Linked DNA regions of Sus scrofa: region 2 is linked to region 1. The links are chromatin contacts, called in public Hi-C maps. All regions are on one chromosome and are shown on one strand. Each heading gives the region's core, a stretch centred on a gene start, on an enhancer-like site or on the middle of the called end of the contact. The rest is flanking DNA. Distances are from core to core; before and after follow the strand shown. Region 1 holds the start of DDX23 (probable ATP-dependent RNA helicase DDX23). Region 2 holds the start of ARF3 (ADP-ribosylation factor 3).

Region 1 (7,448 bases), core at 918-3,417:
GTTCTGGGCCAGAATAAGGGAACTTGGATTTTAATCTTACTGCAGTGGGAAACTTAGAAAGTTGTCAAACAGGAGGTGGTATGAACTTATTTTTCATTTTGATTACTTTGAATACTTTCACCACTACTTTGGTGCCTTACGAGAAAATATACAGTAGAGAGGCATGCGAAGACACAGAACAACTGAGAATGTTATTATAGTAGCACAGACAGGAGATGACAGCAGCTTGTTCTAGAAAAGTGGCAATGGAAATGAAAAGAAGGAGACTGCTTCAGGGCATATTTTGAAGGCAGAGCTGACAGGACTTACTGATGAAGCGAGGACACAAAAAGAGAGCTCCTAAATATGTGGTTTGACTAACATAAGTGGTTTGCGGTGCCATTAGTGACCAGAGCAGACTGGGGGGAAAAAAAAGATTTAGGAAGAAGTCAAAAGTTTCATTTTGACCATGTTGACTGTAAGATGTCAGTAAGAAAACCAAGTGGAGATTCCAGGAAAGCAGGTGAAAATGCAGTTCTGGAACTCAGGAGGCAGTGTGGAGACAATGATTTGAGTTATCAATACATAGATGGCGTTTAAAACCATTGGACGCTAAATAACATGACCTAAGTAAGCATTCTAGTTATAGAAGAGGACCCAGAATCAAGCTCTGGAACACTACATTTAGAGGCCAGGCACAGGAGGAGCCAGAGGAAAAAAACTGTTAAGAAACAACAACTAATAGGAGTTTCCGTCGTGGCGCAGTGGTTAACGAATCCGACTAGGAACCATGAGGTTGCGGGTTTGATTCCTGGCCTTGCCCAGTGGGTTAAGGATCCAGCGCTGCCGTGAGCTGTGGTGTAGGTCACAGATGTGGCTCGGATCCCGTGTTGCTGTGGCTGTGGTGTAGGTGGGCAGCTACAGCTCCGATTAGATCCCTAGCCTGGGAACCTCCATATGCTGCAGGAGCAGCCCTAGAAAAGGCAAAAAGACAAAAAAAAATAAGAATTAAAATTTAAAAAAACAGAAACAACAACTAATGAGAAAAAGAAAAATTAGTAAAGTATGGCGTCACAGAAGCCAAAAGTGTGTTTCAGTGAGGGAGTGGTTATCTGCATCAAGTGGAGAAAGACTAAGAGATGAAGGAGTGACCCTTACATTTAGAAAAGCAGAGATGGTTGGTGACCTTTGACAAGAGCTGTTTCGGTGGCATGGAGGGAGTAGAAGCCTGAGTGGAGTGAGTTTAGAAGAGTTAGAAGTGAGAATAAGAAGACAAGAAACGCAGGCAAGTTTTATTACAGGTACCGCTAACCTCCAGATCTTTGAGTTCCTCTACTCTTGCAGGGCAGGGGCAGAGTCTTTTTTTTCCCAGTCAATGAAGTGTGTACTTACCAAACATCCACTATATGCCAGGCACCGTGCTAGGCACTGTGTGAGTTACGAAAGGAAATCAGGAAGATCCTGTCCACGAGAAGCTTACAGAACAACAGAAGGTATGAGCCACATACCAAGATGAAGGCTCAGATGAATTATTACAGGAGTTCAAAGAAGTTTCCTTTCATTTGTAAGTGGGAAATTTGGAAAGATCTCTAGAGGAAGTGGCTCGAGCATTTAAATATAGGTAGAATTTGAAGATGTGTAATTGAAGGTGCCGGAAAGAAGCCCTTCCCGGCAAAAGAAATAACACAGGAGGCGCAGAGGCGGGAAAGCATGACTGGTTCTGGGAGAAAAGCCAGAGTTCCAATTTGGTTGGAGCAAGGGCTACTCGAAACATGAAGGAATAAGGTCGGGCTGGGGGTACCACAGGGTTGTGCCCACCGGCAAAGGTCCGGGCGTAACCACGTCCAGGAAGCTGCCCTGTGCCCCCAGGAACCAACACTCCCCCTGGGGCCCGCGCCCCTCCGCTCCCCCTCGGCAGAGCTTTCCAACCTCATGCCCCTTCCCTGAGGCGTTCTTCCCCGCCTCGCCCCGGAGGCAGGGGCCACTGCCGTGCCCTCACCCTCGCCCTCTGTGCAAGCTCGTGGGAATCGCTTCCACCGCCCGAGACTTACCACTCTTCAGTTCGAACCGCCCAACGCGGCCTCAACGTCGCCGAACAGCCGCCATCTTTCCCGTTTCCTGGTCGCCAGGCTGCTCGCCCGGCCGCGCGGCAAGCTGGGAAGACGAGTTCCTGGTGCTGGGGTGCGCCGGCTGACAACGAGGCCAGAGAACTACCAATCCCAGAGTGCACGGCGCGAGAGCCGGCCCTGGACCACCGGGGCCTCTGGGCAATGTGGTTCTCGAAACACTTGAGTCTGCGGGAGGAAGGGAGGAAGAGTTTTTCCTGGGTCGGCTCTCCTCAGAAAATTGTTCTCTCCGTGGGCGCAGTCCTATTAGAATAGGCTGGCTTTCCTAGCAGCTGCCTTTAAGGATTATCATGGCTTGTGGCTTACAACGGAGGAACTTAAGGCCTTCCTTAGATATCAATAGCACGTAATTGTAGTAGCAACTATAGTAACAACATCAAATACTTTACTGTTTGTGGGAAAGCATTTTTACCAAAAATCTGTGAGATAGGTGACTACCCCCATTTTACAGGTAGACAAACCAAAAGTTAAGTTACAGGAGCAGGCTACTATTTCCAGGGAGGGAGGGACAGTTCATTGTGGAAGACTGTCCCAGGTGTAGGAGGACATTTTAGTGATCCTAGCCCCGTGGTAACGCCCTAGTTATTATGACAACTCAAAGTGAGCCCACACAGGGGTTACAAAGACCGCCTGGAAGGATGGTAGCTCTGGGACTGTGGCACCTGGTTTTCTCAACATTGCAGATAGGACCTGCCTTCCTCACTTTCTTGCTCTTTGGAATCTGGCCAGTTTTTGATCCTTAACCCACTGAGAGAGGCCAGGGATCCAACCCACATCCTCACAGACACTTTGGTTTTTAACCTGCCGCGCCACAATGGGAACTCCCGTAATTTTTCTTCTTTCTTCTTCCTCCTTCCCTATCTTCAGCCCTCCAATGAGGTGTTTTGAGGTTTTTTTGTTTTGTTTTTACCCCAAATTGTACTTTCACTTTGTTTCTCTGTAATCTTATGCTTCATAGTTCAGCCCCTTCTCCCCGCCAACAAAAACAAAAATCTTTCCAACTTCTAGAAAAGTTTAGATAGACACCAGGAAGTAACTAATGCTGCCTCCTTCCTTCCTTTTTCCCCTCATTAGCTTTTTGGTTTCAATCCCACATGGCTCTAGGTCTTTTTTTGTGTATTTTTGTTATTGTTCTTTGTCTGTTTGTTTTGATTTTGGCCGCACTCAGGGCATGTGGAAGTTCCCAGGCCAGGGGTGGAACTAGCACCACAGCTGCAACCTGAGTCATAGCTGCAGTAACGCAGGATCTTCAATCTTCTCTGCCACAGGGGAACTTCTCACATCTAGTTTTTCTCTCCGAATATGTGTTCAGTTCTACTGAAGCAAAGCTTTGGGGTAGGCCCAAGTAATCCTCACACACAAGGTCCCAAAGTAATCCTGGGAGAGGCACGCTTCTGCTCTTAGAGCTCTGTAGCCTTAGAGCTGCTCACTTGCACCCCAGAGAGACAACTGAGGGAAAAGGTGTCTGAGATCTGCTAGGTGTAATTCACCCAGTGAACACTGGAGGGCTCTCCACCTACAGAATGGAACTAACAATCAGACCAAAGGTGTAGACTGGAATCTTTAAGCACTGCAGCTCCTAGTTACTGAGACTCTCTTAAGTGCCCACCTCTGTGTTGGACGCATAACTTACGTTATTCATTTTACTTCTTCTCATAAACAGTATGAGATGGGCTTTACCTCCCTTTTACCGATAAGCAGATTGTGACCCAGAAAGATTAATTACGCCTTCCAAAACCACATCGTTTAACAGAGCCAGAAGTTCCCTTGTGGTGCAGCAAGTTAAGGATCCCATGGATTAAGGATCTGGGGTTGTTACTGCAGCAGCTTGGGTGGCTGCTGTGGCTCGGGCTCAATCCCTGGCCTGGAAATTTCAACATACTGCAGGCGCAGCCAGAAAAAAAAAAAAAAAGGAGCCAGTGTTCAATTCCAGGTTCAATTAGCTTTACTTATTTTTTATTTTTTATTATTTTAGGGCCTCACCCATGGCATATGGAAGTTCCCAGGCTAGGGGTTGAATCGGAGCTACAGCTGCCGGCCTGTGCCACAGCCACAGCAATGCTAGACCCGAGCTGTGTCTGTGACCCACACCACAGCTTATGGCAACACTGGATGGATCCTTAACCCACTGAGGGAGGTCAGGGATTGAACCTGCATCCTCATTGATACCAGTCGGATTTGTTTTTGCTACACCACGATGGGAAATCCCCATTTAGCTTTATTTTTTATGTTTTGGCCATGTCTGTGGCATGTGGAAGTTCCCTGGATTGAACTTGTGCCACAGCAGTGACCCAGGCCACAGCAGCCACTCAAATTTATTTATTTATTTTGATTTTTAGGGCCGCACCTGCGGCATATGAAAGTTTCCAGGCTAGGAATCAATTGGAGCTGCAGTTGCCAGCCTACACCACAGCAACAGCAACGCGGGATCCGAGCTGCGTCTGTGACCTACACCACAGCTCACAGCAATGCTGGCTCCTTAACCTACTGAGCGAGGCCAGGGATCGAATCTGTATCCTCATGGATACTAGTTGGGTTCATTTCTGCTGAGCCACCACAGGAACTCCTCCGTCATCTTTAAAGATGAGTAATTTGAGAGCCAGAAAGGCAATTAGGCTTGCCCAAGTTCATAGTGGCAAAACTTAGTGTCCCCTAGTACTTGAGCACATGTAAGACACACGTAAAATATTGAGCTTAAAGAATGCTTGCATGGTTTGTCCTACCCTGCTAGTTCTTTCTAAAATATGCATCTCCAGAGAGGGAGACAGAGGGACTCTGACATTCTAGTAAGGACCACTGGTAGTCTAGGTCTCTCTCTCTTTTTTTTTTTTTTTTTTGGCTTTTTAAGGCCGCACTTGTGGGAGATGGTGGTTCCCACGGCTAGAGGTTGAATTGGAGCTGCAGCTGCCAGCCACAGCCATAGCCACAGCAATGCAGGATCTGAGCCACGTCTGCGACCTACACCATAGCTCACGGCAACGCTGGATCCTTCACCCACTGAGCGAGGCCAGGAATCAAACCTGCAACCTCATGGTTACTAGTTGGATTCGTTTCCGCTGGGTCACCACGGGAACTCCTGGTAGTCTGTTATTTAAGTACAACATGACTAGCAGTAAGGAGCCCAGGGAACTATAGTTAACATGGAGACTGGGTTTGAATCCTGACTCCACTACTTACCAGAGTAAGGTCTTATGCAAGTTATATGGCATCTCTCGCTTTTCTATTTCCTCCTTTATAAAATAGAATACCAGGAGTTCCTGTCATGGCGCAGCAGAAACGAATCCGACTAGGAACCATGAGGTTTCGGGGTCGATCCCTGACCTCGCTCAGTGGGTTAAGGATCTGGTGTTGCCGTGAGTTGTGGTGTAGGTTGCAGATGCGGCTCGGATCTGGCGTTGCTGTGGCTCTGGCGTAGGCCGACGCTACAGCTCCAGTTCAACCCCTAGCCTGGGAACCTCCATATGCCACGGGTGCAGCCGTGAAAAGACAAAAAAAAAAAAAAAAAAGACTAAAAATAAATAAAAAATAAAATAAAATAGGATACTAATACCATTTATCTCACAGGATAGGATTGTGAGGCAGTGAAAAGTGCATGTTCTGGAGCCAGGTTGCCTGGATTTGTATCACTTTGTTACTGTCACTTTCTAGCTGTGTGACCTTAGGTACATCCATCTCTCTGAACTTCAGTTTTCTTGTCTGTAAAATGAGGTTGGTAGTACCCCACAGGGTCATCACAGGAATAGGTAACATATAAAGAATTGATAAGCACCCCTGACCCGTAGTAGACATTTAATAAATGTTAGCTCTTTTCAAGATTAAATGCGATAATACAAGTAAAGCACTCAGCTCATCACTTAGCACAGAGTAAGTACTCAATACACGGTAACTTTGTATCTCTAGCACACTGAAACTTGGGAACAAAAGAGCTTTAAGCTGGAGTTCCTCTCTTGGCTCAGTGGAAACGAATCTGACTAGTATCCATGAGGACGCAGGTTTGATCCCTGGCCTTGCTCAGTGGGTTAAGGATCTGGCATTGCTGTGCCTGTGGTGTAGGCCGGCAGCTACAGCTCTGATTTGACCCCTAGCCTGGGAATCTCCATATGCCGAGGGAGTGGCCCTAAAAAGCAAAAAAAAAAAAAAAAAAAAAAAAAAGAAAGAAAACAAAGAGCTATAAGCAGCTGAAGAGAAGGGGTGTTAAGGCTCCTGAGCTGCCATCGACAGGCCATGGAATCGAAGGTCAACAGAGCGGTGGGCATCACCTCTCCTTGAACTCAGAGATCAAAACCCCTGCAGCATCCCAACCTTGGCTTCTGTCTGTCCACCCTCTGCAGGGGTTGGGATCTCAGCGGCTTGGATCCCCTTCTGATGATCTCACTGAACCTTGTCTCTGTAGGTCTCTAGGGCAACAAGATTCTCAACCATGAGTGATTTTGCCCCACGGGACACTTAACAATATCTGGAGACATTTTTGGTTTTGACAACTCAGGGGTGCTACTCATACCCAGCACGCAGAGGCCAGGAAGGCTAAGCATCCTCGAGTGCACAAGACAACCTCACAACAAAGCATTATCTAATCCAAGATGTCATTTGGTCTGAGGTTGGGAAATCCTGCTCTAGTGCTAAAGAGATCTCATTTGCCTCGGCAGGACTGGGGCGGGGAAGGAGATGAGGTGGGAGGTGGGGGTCGGGGCGATGCGGGGGGAGGGGATCCTTGTTAGAGGTGCCAGGGAACGGGGCTGGCAGCCACTGTGCAACCCACAGAAAGGACCTCAGGACAGCTTTTCCTCATTATCAAAGACCAAAGGAGGAGGTTCCGTTGTGGCGCAGCAGGTTAAGGCTCCAGCGCTGCTGCAGCCGTGGTGCGGGCTGCAACTGCAGTTTGCTCAGCCTGGGAGTTTCCACCTGCCAAGGGTGTGGCCAAAACAAAACAAAACACCCAAAGGAAACAAAGAAACTAAGAACACTGGAGCCAGCTTCTTTATATGTGTTATATTTTTCATTAATAAATAGGTTTTCTTCTTTAAACACAGAACATATAACAGATTGAAACACTCCCCCCTCCCCCCAATTCCAAAGACGAGAGTCTATAAAACAAATGCCAGCTATACTGCCCCAAGGGCAGAGAAAGTCTGGTGACCCCCACCCAGCCCTGCCCCCTGCAGCACCACCACCCCCACACTGCAAGAGAAGGGGGTCTGGGGCTTCTCCCTTGGACCCTGGGGACTTAGGTGAGAAGCATGAGAATGCATGATGTCACCTCTCCAGGAGGCATGGGCTACGCAAAGATGAGGTTTCCTTCGCATTGGCTCTGACCAGCTCCTGCCCTTCTGATTTCAGTTATGA
Region 2 (6,433 bases), core at 619-3,118, 69 kb after region 1:
GCCTCAAGGGCTACCTTGGATTTAATCACCCTACAACTCCAGATCCAATGCACTAAAGGTCATGCCACCGAGGAGCTGGAAACCAAATCCGGGGCTGGCAGGGAAGTGGAGAGGTGATTCAGACCGGGCAAACAAGCGGGTCTGTCCGACCACAGGAGCGAGGGCTGGGCCACTAAGGTGGACAATAGGGAAGATAAAACAGGGATTGGAGGTGAAGTACCTACCACACCAATCCCTCCCGATGGACATGTTGCTCATTAAAGCTGGGACAGGGACAGAAAAGGGGCCTACAGGAGCCAACTCATCTTGTTTCCTGCACTTTCAAAACTGAGAGCACAGTCACAGGGCTTTCCACACAGTAAGACCCTATGCTTTCCCCGGCCAGGCTGCCCTCTCTCAAACCCAGGGGTAGGGAGATGTCTCACCTGTTTGTTCGCAAAGACAAGGAGCACAGCATCCCGCAGCTCATCCTCTGCCAGCATCCTCATCAGCTCCTCCCGGGCCTCATTTACTCGCTCCCGATCATTGCTGTCGACCACAAATATCAACCCTGGGGAGGCAGAGCATGGGCTGCACAGAGACGAAAGATCAACTCCCCTCCCCCACCAGCAAAAGACAACACCCTCCTCACAGCCTCCAAATATTTGCTCCCTTTTCTCCCACGCTTAGGAGCTGCAGCAGGGTAAGAGTCAGCTGCTGATAACCAAAAACAAACAACAGCCACAATCTTCGCTCACACCCAACAGCCCATGCCAGTCCACGGGAAATTCACATGCCCTACCTTGAGTGTTCTGGAAGTAATGTCTCCAGAGAGGCCGAATCTTGTCCTGGCCACCCACATCCCAAACTGTGAAGCTAATGTTCTTGTACTCCACCGTCTCCACGTTGAACCCTTTGGAAAAAGCAGACAATGGTCACTTAGCCTGAAACCGCAGGCCTGCAAACAACGCCCTGGGGGGTTTGTTCCTGTTTCCCCAGCCACGGCCGGGGCCCTGCAAGGGAGAGAAAGCTAAGGCTGCCTCAGGCCTGGTGTGCCTTGGCTTAGGCATGTAAAGGTCCAAAAGAAAACCTGAGAGAAGTGGAAGATGACAAAGAGGGTCAGGCCAGGAAGGAAGTTCTCATCACCTGGGCAACGTGAGACAACCTTCCCGCCTCGTTCTCTCAGTCTCTGACTCTCCCTCCTGCAAAGAAATGACTCAGCCCCACTCCTGTACCTTGGCCACCAGAATCTGCCTCAGCTGAGACGTGGGGCCTGGGAGACAGAGTGAAGAACAGGAAGTGAGCCACAGTCCTAGAGCCCCCAACGCAGAACCAGCTGATGATGATGATCTGGAGCCCCCTCCACAGGGCAAATATTCTCCCTCCCACAGGCAGGTCTTAACTGGGATCAGGGCCACCAGGGATCTAAACTGAAACAATTCCAGGCCTCTGGCAGGAACATCAAAGCCCTTCACCTGCTTTTCAAAAAACAGAGAACAAACCAGCTCAGAGCCTGAGGGCCACTGTTGGGTGCCAGGCTGCGGAAGTTCCTGCATCAGGGAGGGCCAGGGTAGGTGGGCAAACGGCAGCCCCAGCACCTGCTGGTGAGCTAAATAACCACCCTCCCCGAACCCCACAAATTGCAGGGCCCTGCCTGGTGGCCAGGTGGGGGGATCTAGGAATAGGCCCCCGCTCTGGCTCAGCTGTTGGCCTGAAAGCCTACATCCGAGCCATGCCCTTACCAATGGTGGGGATGGTGGTGACGATCTCGCCCAGTTTCAGCTTGTACAGGATGGTGGTCTTCCCCGCGGCATCCAGACCCACCATCAGGATGCGCATCTCCTTCTTCCCAATCAGGCTCTTGAGGAGGTTTCCAAAGATATTACCCATGATCACAGCAGCTGCTTTCTGAGGACAGGCGGGTGCAAGGAGGGGCAGCGGCGGTCTGGTTTTGGTCTGGTCCCTGGTATGGAGGGCTTGATTCTAGGCAAAAAAAATGTCAACTCATTAGCACCATCTGCTTGTCAGGCTTTTGTATGAATGAGAGTTGCCAAAGTCATGGCTGGAGTTCACCCATGACAAACTGAGAGCCTGACGGTACTAAGGGTACTGTGAAGAGCAAGGCCCACTCAGACACATCCTGAGCCTTTGGGAGCAGAGACAAAGCAGTGCACGCTAAGGACCTCTGCTTCTGCCAGTGACTTTGAGGAGCTACTTCGCCTGTCCTTATCTGCACCTGTAAGCGGAGGGGGTGGAACAAGACGATTTCTAAAGTCCCTTCGGTCTCGACATCCACACTATACCCCAAGGCGTCGAGAGATCATTACTGCCGCTCCCTCCCCCCACCTTACCCTGAGACTTCTGGAAAGGGTGGGAGAGGAGGGAGTGGAATGAGGAGTGGCTCTTTGTGACTCCCAACAAGGTCCAGGCTTGCCAGGTTCCCAAGGTTTACGCTCTCTGCTCTAATCAAGAGACTGCTTCTTCCCTTCCTATACTTCCACACTTTCCTTCTACACATCAAAATTCATGAGGAGAAACTAAGAAAGCAACGCTCTTAAAAGAGGCTGAGGCTTTCCACTCTTTGAAATGCCAGCCTCTAAAATCATGCCCTGTTCATACAACACCGCACTGAGAGCTGGGAGGCGGCAGGGGGTGAGGCTACCCCTCATTCCTCACCCAGGTAGGTCCGAGGCTCGCCGTGGCCCATCCCAGGACAGCAGCTCCACAGGGTCACTTGTGCTGAGGCAGTCCTCTCACTCCCTGCTTCTCCTCTAACCCCTTCAGTCTAGTCTCCGCAGAGCAGCCAGACTAATGTGAAAGCCCAAATCAGGTCATGTGGCTCCTCTGTTCAAAACCCTCTTTTGGCTTCCTATCTCCCTTAGTAAAATCCAAAGTCCTACCATGGCCTACAAAGTCCTGCATGATTGGCATTCCTATTTCTGTCATCAGAAATATCCTACCACTCTCCCCTCGGCTTTCTCCACTCCAATTCCTCAATGCTTTGCTGCCTCAAAGCTTCTGTCTTTGCTATTCCCTCTGCCTGAAATGCTCCTCTCCCAAACAACCTTGCTCAAGCACCCCCTCACTTCCTTCAGGAGTCTGTTCAACTGTCATTGTATCAAAGAGGCCTTCCATAACCACCTATAACACACACACACACCACTCTCTACCCCATTTATCCCATTTCACTTTTCTGCACAGCATTTATCACCATTGCACACGTTGCAGATTTGTTCCTTGCTGTACTGTTTTTCTCCTCCCACTAGAATGTCAGCCCCTTATCTATTTTGTTCCTTGCTGTATTCCTGGTACTTGACTGGTGCCTGGCACATAGTAGCAGAATAACTGAACTAACTCTCAAGGTCTCTACTAACCTCACTGGCAGCTCACTCGGGTTAGACATTTCTGCCTGGTACATGATGAGCAAAATGAAGGGAGCAGCTAGAACACCACAAAAGTCCAAAATGCCTATCTGCCCACCCCACCCACCACCCCCAAAACAGAGAATCACCGAGTCATTCATTCCCTGTCTTCTTCCCTCCCTTCTCTATGGCTCAGGACAGCCACAGAAATGAATCTTTGAAATAACAATGAAACAGGGGATCAGAATCACTCATGCCAGCCAGTTCTCTGTGCCTGCGGGAGACATGCGTCAGTGGGCAGCTTATTCAGCAATCACCATATGCCAGCTGCTGGCACTCTCTATACAGTCTGAGAACCAGAGATGCACACACACACCCCAAACCCAGCAGGCGAAGGAACAGGTCAAGACAGAGTGCACCCAAACCCAAGAATGTGAAAGGTGGATAGGAGGAATCCTATTTACAAGGGGCCTGGTGGGAGTTTAGCTGTTTTTTCAAAAACTATTTCAGGCTGGTTTTTTTCCTACTCTCCTCAGTTTGCAGCAAATTCCAGACTAGTACAAAGGAGCCAGATCAACAGCCCCTGGAGACCAAAGTACTAGTTTGTCCAAAAAACAGAAACAACGAGTGCTTATGGAGTGTTTCATCTTCAAAGGCCGCCCCAGACATCCACTAATGAGCCAGGCGTGGTGCTCTGGGTAGTTCTGCAGATGAGCCCTGCCCCTGACCTAGAGGGCTCACACCCCAGGGGGAAGGCTGGGCTCAACTTCAGCCAAATCGCCCACTAGCCACTCTTCTTGCCCATCCTGCCTCAACCACCCAGGCAGACAGATTCCCGAGGATTCCTGAGGCAGGAGGGGACACCTGCCCAGCCGACAAGATGAGATCCCACTAAACTTGGTGATCTGTGGTAGTCAGACTTTTGGTTCTGCTGCCATCACTTCCAGAAATTTAAACTTTCCCCAGTCCTTCCTAGTTTTTAATCTTGGCTCTTGCTCAGGTGTCCTTTCCTTCAGCTCCAGATGATACTTTGCTTTAAAGCTTAGGTAACAGGCTTTGGCTCAGATTCTGAATTGAATTTATACTGCACGTTTATCTTGCTGTCCTTCATGACTGGAACTATCCCTGATCGGCAACTGTGAGTAGAGCAGTGGCTGAAGATGCCCTTGCCCCAGAACATGCATACACTGTCCTCTTAGTTTGCTTCTTTGCTAAGCTAAAGTCTTGGTTCAAAAGCTGATCCCAGTGTTACACTCATTTCTATTTCCTGGCATGCTACATAAAGGCCCCCGAATTACCCGAACCACTCAAGTGGCACTGACTTAAATTGTGGAGCTGCTTCTTCTAAGCCTGCGCATTTACGGCCTCCTCAATTTAGCTGTGTACTCACCATGGGCAAGGACTACGCCTTTTATTTATTTTGGATCTGTCCTCATTCCCACTGCCAAGCCCACTACAGGAGTTCAACCAAGCACATTGACAGACTTAAGCCTCATCTGAGGATGGCCTTATATCATTTCTTCTGACCTAGCAGTACTTGGTAGCTCTGTGTAATGCACAGATGGTTGCTTGAGTATCCTGTCAATTCTTGGCCATTTTCCACACATACTGACCCCAAGACTGGTTTGAGAAAGCCATGAAAGGGCTAGAAGACTAAAATTGGTGGAATTTCCTCTTGCCCCTTAATACACAATGGAGCTAATAGATAACTAATGAAATATCCAAGTACTCACCATGTGTCCCCACTGGCATCCCAGGGCCTTGAAATTAATGGACATTACAGCTCCTCTTTAATATAACCTAACCCTAATCCTAACTCAGAATAGCATTCCAAAGGGGATGTGGACAAGAAGTCTTGGCTTGTTCTGTCCTTGTCTGTTTCTACTCAGCACGCTGCCCTTATCACCGGGATGGTGAGAACTTTCTCCTTTGTGCCGCAAACACAAATCTTTGGCTATATAGCCAATTCTCAGTTTCACCATAATGCATTCCTAGAAAGAGCTCTGGGAAGCAGAATGGCAAACAAACAAACAAACAAACCCTGGATTGTTTCTCTATACCTACCATACAGCCTATAGTTATTCTTCTTTGCCACAAATGGCACTCTTGTGTCAACAGGGCAAAATGCCAGGAATCCATGGGCTGGTAGAAACAGGAAGTGGTTAAAACTGAAGGTGAGTGGCTCCAGATGAAAAATGAAATACAGTAAGAGTTCCCACTGTGGCACAGTGGGAACTGTGGCGTCTTGGGAGCACTGAGACGCAGGTTCGATCCTTGGCCCGGCACAGTGGGTTAAGGATCCGGTGTTACCGCAGCTGTGACCTAGGTCGCAACTGCGGCTTGGATCTGATCCCTGGCCTGGAAACTCTATGCCACGGGGCAGCCGAAAAAGGAAAAGAAAAAAAAAAAAGAATATATCTCAATATTCCATTTTACAGTTACAAACTTTGTTATCAGTGGTAAAAATAAGAATAGGAGCTCTAAAAGTGTGTTCTAGTACAATCTATGTGGGACATTGCAGGAATTCCATCCGGCACACTGATCAGCCTCACCTGAGGATGTCCACTGGCGACCATTTACCTCCTTCAACCCCTCCCCCCACCCCACCTCCCCACCCCCCGGGAGAGGCAGGTGGCTGCTGTCACTGATCGGTCAGGCATCATGACTTGAGGCATGCCTGCCTCACCCTCCAGGTGATTCTGAGACTCACCGCCTAGTCGGCCACACTAGCAAAAGCTAGATCATGAAGGGCCTTAAAGATCACTCCTCCTTCCTGCCTCAGGCCTGTGTCCTGAGAGATCTCTGAGGGGACTCCATGTCCAGAACATCCTCTGCAGACTGCACGGGTACAGGGAAAGGACGACCAGAGTCCCCCAAACCCTCTGCTGCCAGGCAGGGTGCATTAAAAGCAGCTTTATTCCCCGATAATTTTCAAATTGAGCTATCACTAATAGAGATGCTATTTTTAGCACAGCCAATGGAGCAGACCAAAAAATTTAAGGAAACCCAAGCAGGATCTGCCTGTATTTAGTTTCTTTAGCACAGCTGGCTTGTGACCTCTGTAAACTTTCCAAGTTTTTGTCTCAAGAGCA

Evidence for each region. Hi-C and Micro-C count contacts between places; a contact is called where the count stands out from the background.
Region 2: a Hi-C map of embryonic fibroblasts shows a contact between it and region 1, with 1.6 times the contacts expected there. The contact joins the promoter of ARF3 here to the promoter of DDX23 in region 1. A contact is called at or near these places in 3 of 5 promoter capture datasets (fetal liver, fetal skeletal muscle and liver), 18 of 47 Hi-C or Micro-C datasets (alveolar macrophages, blood, embryonic fibroblasts and 10 more) and 2 of 2 datasets of contacts at active chromatin or transcription factors (alveolar macrophages and skeletal muscle).

What each region holds. Positions count from the first base shown.
Region 1 is chr5:14,907,574-14,915,021 of Sscrofa11.1, forward strand. DDX23 (probable ATP-dependent RNA helicase DDX23) reads right to left here and starts at 2,168. Exons shown (of 17, transcript XM_021091587.1): 1 at 2,031-2,168. It overlaps RND1 (rho-related GTP-binding protein Rho6), which reads right to left. Exons shown (of 5, transcript XM_003481567.4): 5 at 7,079-7,448.
Region 2 is chr5:14,976,485-14,982,917 of Sscrofa11.1, forward strand. It overlaps ARF3 (ADP-ribosylation factor 3), which reads right to left and starts at 1,869. Exons shown (of 4, transcript NM_001160426.1): 1 at 1,722-1,869; 2 at 782-892; 3 at 426-550. The coding sequence starts at 1,869.